2 separate regions of the Bos taurus genome follow, and region 2 is linked to region 1. The links are chromatin contacts, called in public Hi-C maps. All regions are on one chromosome and are shown on one strand. The core of a region is the stretch at or near the end of the contact, and the rest is flanking DNA. Distances in the headings are between cores, read along the strand shown.

Region 1 (6,864 bases), core at 1,307-3,806:
GCGATCCCATGACCGTGGGATTCTCCAGGCAAGAATACTGGAGTGGGTTGCCATTTCCTTCTCCAGAGGATCTTCCAGACACAGGGATCGAACCTAGGTCTCCCGCACTGCGGGCAGACTCTTTACTGTCTGAGCCACCAGGAGCTCACACAATAAGCCTAAAGTTCCCCTTTTAGGAATCTGGAGAATTTGTACTTTGAGTTGAAGGAATTATGGAGAAAATGAGACGGCTTGACACACACACAAAAAAGGCCAAAAACAAACAAGCAAAAATGCATGTTTTGAGGTCCCACCTGGAACTCCCGACCAGAGACTGGGGCTGGGCCTGGCCACGGGGTCTGAATGCCCTCTGGGGTGAGACCTCCAGGCTGCTGCAGCCTGGCCTCAGGCGTGGGCAACAAACCTGTTTTGTTTATCTACTTTGTTTTGTTCCCTCCTTTGAAGGGAGGGAAGGACCCTGAGGAAGGAAGCGCGGAGGGGCCGCTTTGGGACCCCAGGAGAGAGGAGCAGGAAGTCGAGGCGGCGCCTGGCTGCCAGGAACCCTGAGGGGGCAGGACCCACCAGCTGGAAACCTCCCCGCCGCAGCAGGTCTTACAGCTTCTGTGACCACTGGGACCACTCCGACAGCCCTGGGGGCTGTGGAGGGCTGGGAAGGAGGTGCTCAGATGCCCCAGGGAAATCGCTAGGCACGACTACCATGCCGCTGTCCTGCATTTGCAGCTTGGGCCCAGGAAGCTGCCTTGGGAAGAGGCCTCAGGTCATTTCTCTGTCCTGTGGCCTGGGCATCTCTGGCATGGAAAGTTTTGGACCCACCAGGCCTGTGCCCCTCACTGGTGCTGTGATATGACCGACACTCCATCTCCTCTTCCATCTGCGGACTCCTCCTGTATAAATTGCGGTCGTGGTGAAAACGAGAGAGCAGTTTCAGTATACCAAGGGTGGCTCCGGACGCTCAAAGCAGCAAAGCTGGCTGGGGCGGCGGGGCAGCAGGAGGAAAGGGCAGCATGTCATCCTCACAGCATGGATTTTTGTCCCTGGGGTAAAGGGGAGCCATGAAAGGGATTAGCCCAGGAGACACACGATCGAATTTGCATTTGCCAGCGTGGTGCTGGCAGAGGCTGAGACGGGGAGGAGGCTGCATCCACCAGGGCTCCTGGGACCAGCTCCAGGCCACACACCCAGGGTCCACATGCCTGCTCTGCCCACTCCCCACTGCTGCAGACCCACTTAACTCACCCTGCCAATGCCTTAGTTTCCTCACCTGTTAAATGAAAATAAGAGGATTATGAGAATTAAATGAGAGACAAAGCACAAGGCCAGAGTAAGTGCTTAACCCAGGGTGGCCATAACTCTTCATCAGTAAAAACCGTCATTTTATGCAGAGTACATCATGTGAGATGCCGGGCTGGATGAAGCAAAAGCTGGAATCAAGATTGTTGGGAGAAATATCAACAACCTCAGATATGTAGATGAAACCACTCTGATGGCAGAAAGCGAAGAAAAACTCAAGAGCCTCTTGATAAAGGTGAAAGAAGAGAGTGAAAAAGTTGGCTTAAAGCTCAACATTCAAAAAACTAAGATCATGGCATCTGACACCATCACTTCATGGCAAATAGATGGGGGAAAAGTGGAAACAGTGACAGATTTTATTTTCTTGGATTCCAAAATCACTGCAGCCACAAAATTAAAGGACACTGGCTCCTTGGAAGAGAAACTATGACCAGCCTAGACAGCATATTAAAAACCAGAGACATCACTTTACCAACAAAGGTCTGTCTAGTCAAAGCTATGGTTTTTCCAGTAGTCATGTATGGATGTGAGAGTTGGACCGTAAGGAAGGCTCAGTGCTGGAAATTTTATGCTTTTAAATTGTGGTGCCAGGGAAGACTTTTTCTGTTTTCATTCAGAAAGGCCACTTTATTGATGGAGGTAAAACTGAAAGGTGTTCTCCACAGCCCTCCCTCACTCATGTCAGTGGCTTCACTGGGGCCTTGGACTTCAAGATCCAACCAGTCAATCCTAAAGGAAGTCAACCCTGAATATTCACTGGAAAGACTGATGCTGAAACTGAAGCTCAAACACTTTGGCCACCTGATGCAAAGACCTGACTCATTGGAAAAGACCCTGATGCTGGGAAAGACTCAAAGTGGGAGGAGAAGGGGAAGACAGAGGACGGGATAGTTGGATGGTATCACCAACTCAATGGACATGAATTTGAGCAAACTCTGGGAAATGGTGAAGGACAGGGAAGGCTGGCATAACCATGGGGTTACCATGAATCAAACACGACTTAGTATCTGAACAAGGAAAGAGTCATAATCAATGAATGCAGGAGTTTGTGAAGACCAAAAAGGACGAAGTCACTGAAGGCCCTTGTGAATGCCTGAGGAACAGCGTGGCCCGGAGGACACAGTGTAACAGGACTCCCTGGCCCTCCTTGGGTGCCAGGCTGGGAGCCGATGCCTAGATTGGACTCCCGCCCCTTTCCTCCCTGTGCCCTGGCCCGGTCCACCCACATGACCCAGCTTCCTGTTTGTGATGCCAAGGCTGGTGGGAGGAAATCAGTGCCCCAACCCTGGGGCTGGAGGGCAGGAATGTGGATGTGCTGACGTCAAAGCGTGTCCTAGTTCTAGGGAAGTCGGGATGGGAAGGGCTTCCTGCAGCTTCGCCTTTGATCCCATGGCTGCACTGGAGATGTGAGCCAGCCCAGAGGGAGTCCAGCCACAACAGCAGGTTTTTTTTCTGATGGACGCCCCTGTAGGCAAGTCAGGGTCCTACCCCCACACAGCTGCATGGTGCAAGGAAATCACCTCCTCCTCTCAGGCTCAGCTTCCCTAGGTATAAAGGTCTATAAGTGTCCATTGCAAAGCTTCCTTCACTCCTGGGACACATATTAGGGGACCCAGCCTGACCTGGAAGGACTGATGCTGAAGTTGAAGCTCCAGTACTTTGGCCACCTGAGGAGAAGAACCAACTCATTGGAAAGGACCTTGATGCTGGGAAAGATTGAGGGCAGGAGAAGAAGAGGGCGACAGAGGATGAGATGGTTGGATGGCATCATGGACTCACTGGACATGAGTTTGAGCGAACTGGGAGATGGTGAAGGTCAGGGAAGATTGGCATGTTGCAGTCCATGGGGTTGCAGAGAGTTGGACATGACTTGGAGACTGAAGTCTCCTGGCTGAAGCCTGACGTGGCTGATGGTGGGGGTAGGAAAGGAGGCCCTGAAGCCAGCAGACTGTGGCCCAAAGCATTTCTGGAGGTGGCTGCAAGGGAGTTTTCCCAGCATCAGGCCTGTGACTCAGGCTGAAGCCTGACCCAGGCACTTCCTGGCCCAGTGACTCAGTTTCCCCAGCTCTGCAGAGACATAATATACCTCTTCTCAGCCGTGCAAAGGCAGTGAGGCATGGCTGATATGTGTCCATCTGTGGGGGTCCTTCATAATATCATCTATCAAGCACTTGCCATGCCCTCAGAGATTTACCTGTTTTCAATCGATTCCAAATTTAGTCCTAAGAGATAGAGACTGGGATTGCTTCCATTTTACAAAAGGGTAAACTGAACCTTCCCTGGTGGCTCAGTGGTAAAGAACCTGCCTGCCACCGCAGGAGCTGAGATGTGCTTGGTCGCCCAGTCGTGTCTGAGTCTTTACGACTCCATGGACTGTAGATGACCAGGCTCCTCTGTCCATGGGGATTCTCCAGACAAGAATACTGAATACTCCATGCCTTCCTCCAGGGGATCTTCCCAAACTGGGGATCAAACCCAGGTATCCTGCACTGTGGGAGACCATCTGAGCCACCAGGGAAGCCCAAGAATACTGGAGTGGGTAGCCTATCCCTTCTCCAGGGGAACTTCCCAAACCAGGAACTGAACTGGGGTCTCCTGCCTGCAGTGCAGGAGATGTGGGTTCAATCCCAGGTCAGGAAGATCCCCTGGAGAAGGAAATGTCAACCCACTGCAGTATTCTTGTCCGGGAAATCCCATGGACAGAGGAGCCTGGTGGGGCTACATATAGTCGATGGTGTTGCAAAGAGTCAGACACGACTTACTGACTAAACAAAAGCCACAGCAAAGTGAGGCTCAGAGAGGTGAAGGAAGCTGCCCAAACTCACAGAGTTAGACAGTGGCAGAGCCAGAAAAAGAGCACTGTGTATCCCCGACATCAGCAACACACCCCTTTGACCATGGCACGGCCATCATCCCAGAGCACGATGGGCAATCTGCCCCACAGAGGGTCTCCCACCCATTCAGACCTGCAGGCCCCCAGAATGTGAGGAGGTGGCCCGGACCATCCAAACCTGTGTGCAGGTCTGCCCACCCTTCCCCGGGTGATCGCCCGTGTCTCCCTGAGCCGCAGGCTCACCCCTGCCCCACGCTCCCTCGAGCACAAGGGCTCAGGCTCTCCACCCCCGAGTGATGGGAGTGAAAGAGTGCACACCCAGGAGCACTGGGAGATGTCTGAGGAGGCCTCAGAGCAAGGTCTTGGGACAGCATGAGAAACCAGGAGTGAACTTCCCTGGGAAGGGCACAAGGAGTAGTTTCCAGAACCTTCTACCGCCCTCCACTCTGTTCTTCTGCCTTGCCTGCCCACCCTCACACGGCCTCTCTGCCTTTCTCCAGGACACTGCTCAGCCCCACCATAGGGCCAGGGAACCTGGGAGAGAGTCCAGACTTGGCCGTTACTAGCTGACCGTTTTTCCTTTCTCTGAGTCTCTTTCTTTTTCTGTATAAATACATCAACATAACACCAGCCTCATTTCAAGATTGTTGGATATTAAGACATGATGTTTTGATAGTACCTGGTGCAATGTCTGACGTAGAGTAGTCATTTGATAAGATCATAGCTGTTGATACTGCTCTTGGTATGTTTTCGTTAGAGTCCAGACAACAGGAAGAGCTCGCTGGGTGTCTGTGAAACCCTTTCCCCAGATGCCCAGTAGGTGGCGGCAGAGACTCCTTGTTAATTGAAATCCCTGGTGAATGACAGCTCTCTGACTGTTCAGGACTGGTAATACCATCAGCAGTTGATTCCTGAGCACCCCAGCAAAGCACCCAGGCCCAGGGGCAGTAGGAATAGAGGGGAAGGGCAGGGACTTCTGGCCAGTGGATAGGTCGGGAAGGAGAGTACTGACCACTTAGAAAGAAAGCTTGGTTTCAATTTTGCATATATACCCAGAAGTGGGATGGTGGGATCACGTGGTAATTCTATTTTTAATTTCTTCTCTCTTTTTTTTCTTTTGCCATGCCTGTGTCATGTGGGATCTTGGTTCCCGCCAGAAACTGAACCCATGCCCCCTGTATCGGAAGCAAGGAGTCTGGACTTCCAAGCAAGTCCCTATGTTTAATTTCTTAAGGCCTCTCCATACTGTTTTCAACAGTTGAGTTCAGTTCAGTTCAGTTGCTCAGTCGTGTCCAACTCTTTGCAGTCCCATGGACTGCAGCACGCCAGGCCTCCCTGTCCATCACCAACTCCCAGAGTTTACTCAAACTCATGTCCATTGAGTCGGTGATGCCATCCAACCATCTCATCCCCTGTCACCCCTTCTCTTTCCGCCTCCAATCTTTCCCAGCATCAGGGTCTTTTCAAATGAGTCAGCTTTTCGCATCAGGTGGCCAAAATATTGGAGTTTCAGCTTTAGCAGCAGTCTTTACAATGAATATTCAGGACTGATTTCCTTTAGGATGGACTTGTTGGATCTCCTTACTGTCCAAGGGCCTCTCAAGAGTCTTCTCCAGTTCAAAAGCATCAGTTCTTTAGTGCTCAGCTTTCTTTATGGTCCATCTCTCACATCCATACATGGCTACTGGAAAAACCATAACTTTGATCAGATGGACCTTTGTTGGCAAAGTAATGTCCCTGCTTTTTAACATGCTATCTAGGTTGGTCATGGCTTTTCTTCCAAGGAGCAAGCATCTTTTAATTTCATGGCTGCAGTCACCATCTGCAGTGATTTTGGAGCCCCCAAAATAAAGTCTGCCACTGTTTCCACTGTTTCCCCATCTATTTGCCATGAAGTGATGGGACCAGATGCCATGATCTTAGTTTTTTGAATGTTGAATTTTAAACAGCTTTTTCACTCTCCTCTTTCACTTTCATCAAGAGGCTCTTTAGTTTTTCTTCGCTTTCTGCCATTAGAGTGGTATCATCTGCATATCTGAGGTTATTGATATTTCTCCCGGCAATCTTGATTCCAGCTTGTGCTTCATCCAGCCCAGCGTTTCTCAGTCCGGTTTTCAACAATAGCTACACCATTTTGCATTCCTACAAACAATGCACAGAGGTTCCCGTTTCTGCTCATTCTCACCAGCACGCGTTTTCTTTTTGCATTTGTTTTGTTTTGTTAATAATAGCCATCCTGACAGGTGTGAGGTTCTGATGATTTAGTGATACTGAGCATCTTTTCCTATACCAGTTGGCCATTCGTAAGTCTTCTTTGGAGAAATGTGCATTCAATTCCTTAGCCCATTTTTAAACTGGATTAGTAGTTTGAGTTCTAGAAGTTTCTTATGTCTTTCAGATATATCCTTTATCAGATCAGTGGTTTGTAAATATTCTCTCCCATTCTGTAGGATGCCTTCTCGTTCAGTTCATTGTGTCCTTTGCTTTACAGAAATGTTTAGTCTGATGATCACTGTAGCACTATACACAGTAGCCAAGGTGTGGAAGCAACCTAAGTGTCCACGGACAGAAGAACGGAGAAAGAAGATGTGGTGCGTACATACAGTGAGGCCTCACTCAGCCTTGGGGAAGAAGGAAATCTTGCAATCTGCAACGCCTTGGATGAACCTGGAGGACACTGTGCCAAGTGAAATAAGCCAACCACAGGAGGACAAATACCGCATGAGTCCACTCGTGTGAGG
Region 2 (6,864 bases), core at 1,966-4,465, 210 kb after region 1:
TGTTCTCACCTGAGGTCCCCAGCACCCAGCGCGGGGCCAGCACACAGGAGGGATGCTTGGTGAACAGCCACTGGATAAGCCAGTAGATTCTGCATGGCCCAGGAGCTGCAGGGGGAAATAGACCTTTACTCAGCCCACGTTGCAGTGGTCCTTCAACAGCTCTGCTCTCAGACGCCTCTATTTTGATTCTGGTGCTGCTTCCAAGGTCATGCCATCCATTTCTAAGCAGTCAAAGGGGTCCCAAATGCCCCCAGTGAGTGGTGGCCCTCCGGACGCTGATGGCAGAGCTTTGGAAGAAAGGGTGTGGGAGGAGGGGTCCACGAAGCCTGGCTTTGTGTGGAGGAGTAGGCTGCTGGGGACCCTGTGCAGTTACCGCCCTGAGACACGGTTGGAGTCTGAGTCTCGCACCCCACCCTTTTCTCTCCTTCCGCCACAGGAGTACGTCGCCTACAGCCACACGGGCCGCATCATCCCCGCCATCTGGTTCCGCTACGACCTGAGCCCCATCACGGTCAAGTACACGGAGAGACGGCAGCCTCTGTACCGGTTCATCACCACGGTGAGTGGGCAGGCGCCGCCTCCGAGAAGCAGGACGCAGTCCGCAGTCCGCAGGGCGGGGTGCTCAGCCTGTCCACACAAGAGTGTTTAGAAATGTCCTCAGAGGTGCATCAATATCAATGGCATTTCATCAAGAAAATCTTTTCCAGAGGGGAATGCCACTCATTCATTTCCATCCCTTAAGCAATTCCATCTTTAGCTGTTCCTGTTCCTGATTTTCTCCATTGTTTTTCACTGTGGTGGAAATTATTCCTTAGCAGAGCTTATCCTTTCTGTGTAAGTTTTACAGTGAGGATTTCACTCATTCTTTTCAATGCTAGCTGCTGATAATGTCAGATTTTTTTTTCTTTCTTTCCTTCCGCCTATTCTCTTTTTTCTTTTTTGTCATTGTCTCCACTAAGTCCAGTTTTCTGTGGGGCAGTTTCAAGCTGATGTCAGCTTTCCTTGGTACTGACTATTTCTGTCAACTGTTCTATCCTGACTTCGCATTCAAAGTGTCCTTGGGGTCAGAACAGCAGGGTCACAGTGCCCTGCCCCGGCCAGGAGGCCTTGAGAAGTTTAGTAAGCCAGAGGTGGTGGAGGTGGATGAGATGGTGTGGTGTTCCCTCCTTCTTAGATTGGAAACTGCCTTTCTGCCTCTTTGTACTTTTAATAATGAGAGAATTTTAAAAGAAGAGAGTTAGCTGTCCAGTCTTGGCTCTTTAATTTCCTGCTCTGACGTGGTCTGTGTTAGGACCCTGTTATTGATCCAGAAGAGACAGGACCCCACAATATGCTGGCTTGAAGGATACATGGGCTTCAGGTATGGTTAGATCCAGGTACAGATGTCTGGAAAAGCCCTCTCATCGTCCTGCTCTCCTCAGTACTGGTTTCATTTTCAAATAGAATTTACCGGTAGAAAGTGCCTCTTTCTCAGTAATTCTACCCCAAGTACTGGATGGAATAGCATTGTCATTGGCCTGGCTCAGGTCCCATGCCATCCTTGTGGCCTGGAAAATGAATGGTGTGCTCCAGTGGGCCAGCCCCACCCAGACTGCAAGGACAAAGGCTGCGATGGAGTGGGGCTCCCCAGAGAAAAGTCAGAGGCCAGTCACTAGAAGAAGGAGGATGGGATGCGCGGAGGCCAAAGGCCGGATGGCCGCTACAGGCGCTCCGTCTCATCCTCTATGAGATAGGAATAACAGTCCCCACTCTTCCTGCCTCCCATGGCCTTGTGGGACTCAGAGCAGATCAGGAAAGGGCTGCTCTGCAGTTACAGAAAACCATGTGGATACAAAGGATGTTAAAAGTTTGGTGCTCATATGAGCCTCAAAATAGCCTTTTGCTGTTCTCTGACTCCATAAAAATTTGAAACTTCTCATTAGCCAAGGGTACTTAACATAAAGCTAAAATACCAGACACAGATTGGAAGAAGATATTTGCCCCACATACAAGAAAGATGTGGGGCTTCCTGAGTAGCTCAGCTGGTAGAAAATCTGCCTGCGATCCAGGAGACCCCAGATCCATTCCTGGGTCAGGAAGTTCCCCTGGAGAAGGGATAGGCTATCCACTCCAGTATTCTTGGGCTTCTTTGGTGGCTCAGATGGTAAAAAATCTGCCTGCAATGGGGGAGACCTGGGTTCAGTCCTTGAGTTGGGAAGACCCCTGGAGGAGGGCATGGCAACCCACCCCAGTATTCTTGCCTGGAGAATTCCCATGGACAGAGGAGCCTGGTGGATTATAGTCCATGGGGTCACAAAGAGTTGGACACGACTGAGCAGCTAAGCACAGCCCAAGAAAGAGGTATGCTTCAGAATTTATATATCAAAAAGTTCCTAAAGGGAATTCCCTGGTGGTCCAATGGTTAGGACTCAGTACGCTCACAGCTGTGGGCCCAGGTTCAATCCCTGACTGGGGAACAAGGATCCTGCAAACCACATGGTGTGGCCAAAAGAGATAAAATTCCTACAAGTCAATAAGACAAAGTCAAGTGATCAAAAAGAAAATAGGTAAGGACTTGACTGCTGACAGAAGAGACCACACTGAAAATGGAAAGATGCCAAGGTTCACTAGAAACCAGAGGAATGAGATTCAAAACAGCAAGACCCAATCGTATGCTATCAAACTGGTAGAAGGATGGGCCTGCCCCATAAGGACTGGGAGGACACGAAGCAGGAGGACCCACATATGTTCTCTGATGTGAATGGGCTCAGCCACTTGGATGGAGATGCACTAACCCTTTGGCTCCAAATTAGGGAATTTGAGCAGGTGATTCTACCCAAGGCCCCACGGGGTAGCAGCCCAAGTAGGTCGTGGCGCTGAGTCTTAGCCAGTACTCCTACTGCAGGCCCAGAATAGGACAGAAGCGAAGACGCAAGTTGGCACCCCTGTGTGGACGTGGTGTGCATCTCAGAGGCCCTGGGGTCTGCAGCCTGGACACTGGTGGAGAGATGACCGTGCCCACACCTCGCCATGGGGTCAGGAGGCTCTCCTGGCCTGCTTTCTGTTTGCTCCTGCATTCCTGACAGCTGAGGCTCTGAGTGTTGAAATTTCTTGCCAAGTGGCTGAGAAGTGAAGTGACTTCATTTATTTGCTAAATAATATTTGCTAGACTTTACCCTGTGCTGGGCAGCAGGAACAGTGAACTAGACACAGTCTCTGACCTTAGCTTGCTTCCTGGCAGGCCAGGGAGATGGCTGAGCCCACAGAGCTGCAGTCCGGATCAGCCAGGACTCTGATGTGGACCAGGCACCCCAGTGACAAAGACTCTTCTCTGTTGGGAAAGTTCAGAGAAGGACACCTCAGGATGGGTCTTGCAGGGTGAGGAGGCGTTTTCTAGGCTGGTGAGCAAAGCTGAGAGAGTCTCAGCAAAGGGAGTAGTGTGTGCTGAGGCGTACAGCACAGCGTGTCTTGTGGAGGCCTTGTAGCTTCTTTTGATGGGGAAGGACTTCTGAGAGCTGGAGGTCCCCCAGACCCCCAAGGCACAGGCCTGACCTGCATCGCCTGGAGGCCTTCTTCTCTTCCCTTTGGCCACCAGTCGCTCATCCACCCCTGCCCTGCCCACCTCCACCTGAATGGGGACCATTCTGCAGGGTACCTCCTGACATCATTAGCCTGCTGGGTTTTCTGAGGGCCCCATGCTGCCATCTTGGTTGCCATGGCAACTGTGGGGCTCAGTCCAGTGCGAGCCCGCCGGCTGTCCCTGGCAGATGGCGTCATTGTGGAGCTTCAAAGGCCCCTGTCACTGGGCGGCAGATGTGGGATGACGCTCACACGCAGACACACATGTACAGAGACCTCCAGGAGCCCTCGCTGGGCAGGGTGGGGCCAAGAGGGAAGTGGAGGCACCTGCTGTGACTTTTCTTTCTCTCTTTATAAAATCAGACACTTGTGTGCAAAGCCCCCGAACCCCCAAAGGGGGCCTCTGCAAATAGCGCCTCAGAGGGGCTGTTGAAGAGGGCACTTAAGCCAGGATGTCGTCATGTGGCGGCTGTGTGGAGGCAGCTGTGGGTGGGCTGGAATGAGGGGTGGGTGCAGTCCAGGGCGGCAGAGTGGGTGTGGAGCGGAGAGGCAGGTGGGACCTCCCCGAAGCATTCTAAGTAACAAAGCCCTGGCTTATTCAGGGCTGCCCCTCCAGGCTCTTATGGTCTACAAGACCTGTTCATTCTCAGCCTGAGCAGAGGAGGCATCCTCCTTCCGGAATTCTCTACCAGGCTGCCCGAGGGTCCTCTCTCTGGATACCTGGAGAACCTTGTTCAGACCGCTACCTTGTGTTGTTCCAGAAAATTCCACCACTGAGGGAATAAACAGATGGTGTTTAACAACATGCAAGCGATCCCCTTTAGAGTGCCCCCTCCCACATGCACACATTTGTTCCCTACCTCGCCACTTGCCAAAGCCCCTTTTTGGAGATGGCCTTCAAGTGGGCAGTGGTGACAGATTAGATGGCTTTGGAGGTGTCACATTGCTTTCCTTGTGTGTTTTATGCTACTTGGGGGGAGCAACCAGAAGTCACCAAGTATATACCAAACTGGGTCAGTATGGTCATGAGTTTTTGTCCACCGGAAAGTAGCAGCTGTGATGACACGTCCCCGTTGGCCAGCAGGGATGGCTGAGTTAGGTAGCATCCTTGACCTCGCGATGCTCCTTGCCAGTGAAATAATCCCCCAGTCTTTTGATTGCACTTCATAGCTGCCAGGCCTGAGTGTGAGGAGTTCCAGGTCTAATTCACCTCTTTGTTACCCACATCTAGCACGGGACTTGGCCTGGATACAGGTGCTCAGAAATATACAAGGGACAGCTGCTTAAAGGAGTGATCATAGAGCTGCACTTATAGCAGCTACTGGGTACCAGGTAATTTTACAGTCATCTCCTTTAATCCTACTAGGAGCCCTCCAAGATAGATGGTATCATTCCTGTTTTATTTGGAAATTAGCTGAGGCCCTGAGAGGTAAAGAAACTCTTCTAAGATCACACAGCCAGGATATGGCAAGGCCAGGACTTTGCCCTCCAAACATGCCTCTGCCATACCCTTCCCCACCAGCTTGGGAGCCTGCAGTTTCCAAAACAAAGACTCTCAAGGATGTCCCAGCTACAGAACCCCCAGAAGCCACGGAGCCCTTAATAAGACACCAGGATCATCTGATATAGTGACTTCTATCTTGGGACTCAAGAAGAAATATTGTAGCAGGAAACAAGCCAATATCACGAGCACGTGTGGGAAAGTCACAATCACGCCTGTGTAGACGCAAGCAAGCAGGCAAGCTGTCCGTCTGAGGCTGGTCAGCTGCTGATGTGCAGGTCTTCCTGCCTTTATCCAATTACTTCTCACTCATCTGTTGGGCACCTGCAAGGATTTTTCCATTGACAAAAGGCAGCAGGTGCATGGGGTGGGGGGCACATGGGATGGTAAAAGAACAGAAGCTGAGAGGAGAGAAAACTGAGGAGGTTTTCCATCTGAGACTGTGTGCTGGGGAAGGCCAGCTTGGCAGCTGCACTGCTGCAGCAGCCGTCTCAGAGCCTCGCTTCTCTCCCGCTCGGGTGTTCCTTGGTGCGTCTCTCTCCCCCGGAGGGTGGGCTCCATCACCATTCCTCCAGAGCGGGGCTAGCACAGCGAGTTATGAGGCGGTGTGAAACAGCGAGCCAACACGGGGAGGGCACACGCCTTGGCCCACAAGAGAGTTTCCGTTACTTGAGGAGCAGAGCAGAACCCCAAATTAGCTAGGTTATTCAGGTCTGGAAATGGGTTAAAAAACAAAAACAAAACCTTCAGTTCGGGTCCTTCCGGGCATTTGAGCCAAGTTCGTTCTTCCAGAAGGTTGTGCACCAGGCCCTAATTGCTCCAGCTGGGTCTGGAACAGAAGCGCCTGGCACTTATTTTCTAGGGCAGGTTCTGACACAAGGAAGGAGTATTAGAATGGCATGGGCTACGTTGTATAAACCACACTTATTTTTACAGCCCCACAGCTTCTTCATGAACTTCCCTGACAGAGACTTCTTACCTCAGGATATCTGATATGTAAGACTTAACAGAGCTGAGAAAACAAAATAGAAAGAAACCATCTATTAAAAAAAAAAGAAAGCCATCTGTACGTACAGATGAGGACTGAGGGGAGCCTTCAGGTCAGGGAGAAGCAGGTGGGAGAACTGAAGAAAAGCAGACCCCCTGTAGCCTCCCAGACCTGGGTGTTCCTCCTGCTTGCCCACTGGGTATAGCTGTGTGACTGTGGGCAAGTCATTCCGTCTCGGAGCCTCTGTTTCCTCACTATGAAAAGGCACTCAGCCTGTTTGCCCCACCACTTGCCACGATGGGGTGGGAAAGCAGAGGAAAAGTGCAGTCTCGGCGCTGGCACATAGTAGGTGCTGAACAGAGGGGGCAGTGACGGGGAGGGTTTGGGGTTCTTGTGTTTTTGGCTTTAGCACATGACGTGTGGGATCTTAGTTCCCTGACCCGGGCTTGAATCCACACCCCCTGCTTTGGAAGTCCCGAGTCTTAACCACTGGACTGCCAGGGAAGTCTCCAGGGTGCTGGGTATTTTGCAGCTGCAGCCACTGTAAAAATGGCAAGGAAAGGGCTCCACTCTCTCCCCCCAGCCCCCTGGAATAAGGGGCGCAAGTGGGAGGTTCGGCAGGCATGACCCCATGGCTGGAGATCACCACACCCTCTCCTCCCCGCCTCTACTCCCACCTCTCCCAGCTCCAGTCATCAGCTTCCCTTCCGCGACAGCCCCCACCTCTCTCAGCCACAGCCTCGGTGTTCTCATCTGAGGCTCCAGCCTGACTGCCGCCGCCAGCATTTGATGGGACTCTGATTCATTATTTATTTCC

What was found. Hi-C and Micro-C count contacts between places; a contact is called where the count stands out from the background.
Region 2: a contact with region 1 is called in a Hi-C map of liver, with 6 times the contacts expected there. The contact joins two enhancer-like sites. A contact is called at or near these places in 5 of 11 Hi-C or Micro-C datasets (blastocyst, blood, liver and 2 more).

What each region holds. Positions count from the first base shown.
Region 1 is chr20:4,483,110-4,489,973 of ARS-UCD2.0, forward strand. No RefSeq gene overlaps it. Among named protein-coding and RNA genes, the nearest start is that of DUSP1, 57 kb to the right of the region's middle. Within about 2 kb of position 2,557, at least 14 of the 102 cell types and tissues checked have an H3K27ac peak or open chromatin away from gene starts, as enhancers often do. A contact at or near this core is called in liver, where this site is marked.
Region 2 is chr20:4,696,181-4,703,044 of ARS-UCD2.0, forward strand. It overlaps ERGIC1 (endoplasmic reticulum-golgi intermediate compartment 1), which reads left to right. Exons shown (of 10, transcript NM_001076417.1): 9 at 437-559. Among named protein-coding and RNA genes, the nearest start is that of RPL26L1, 17 kb to the right of the region's middle. Within about 2 kb of position 3,216, at least 8 of the 102 cell types and tissues checked have an H3K27ac peak or open chromatin away from gene starts, as enhancers often do. A contact at or near this core is called in liver, where this site is marked.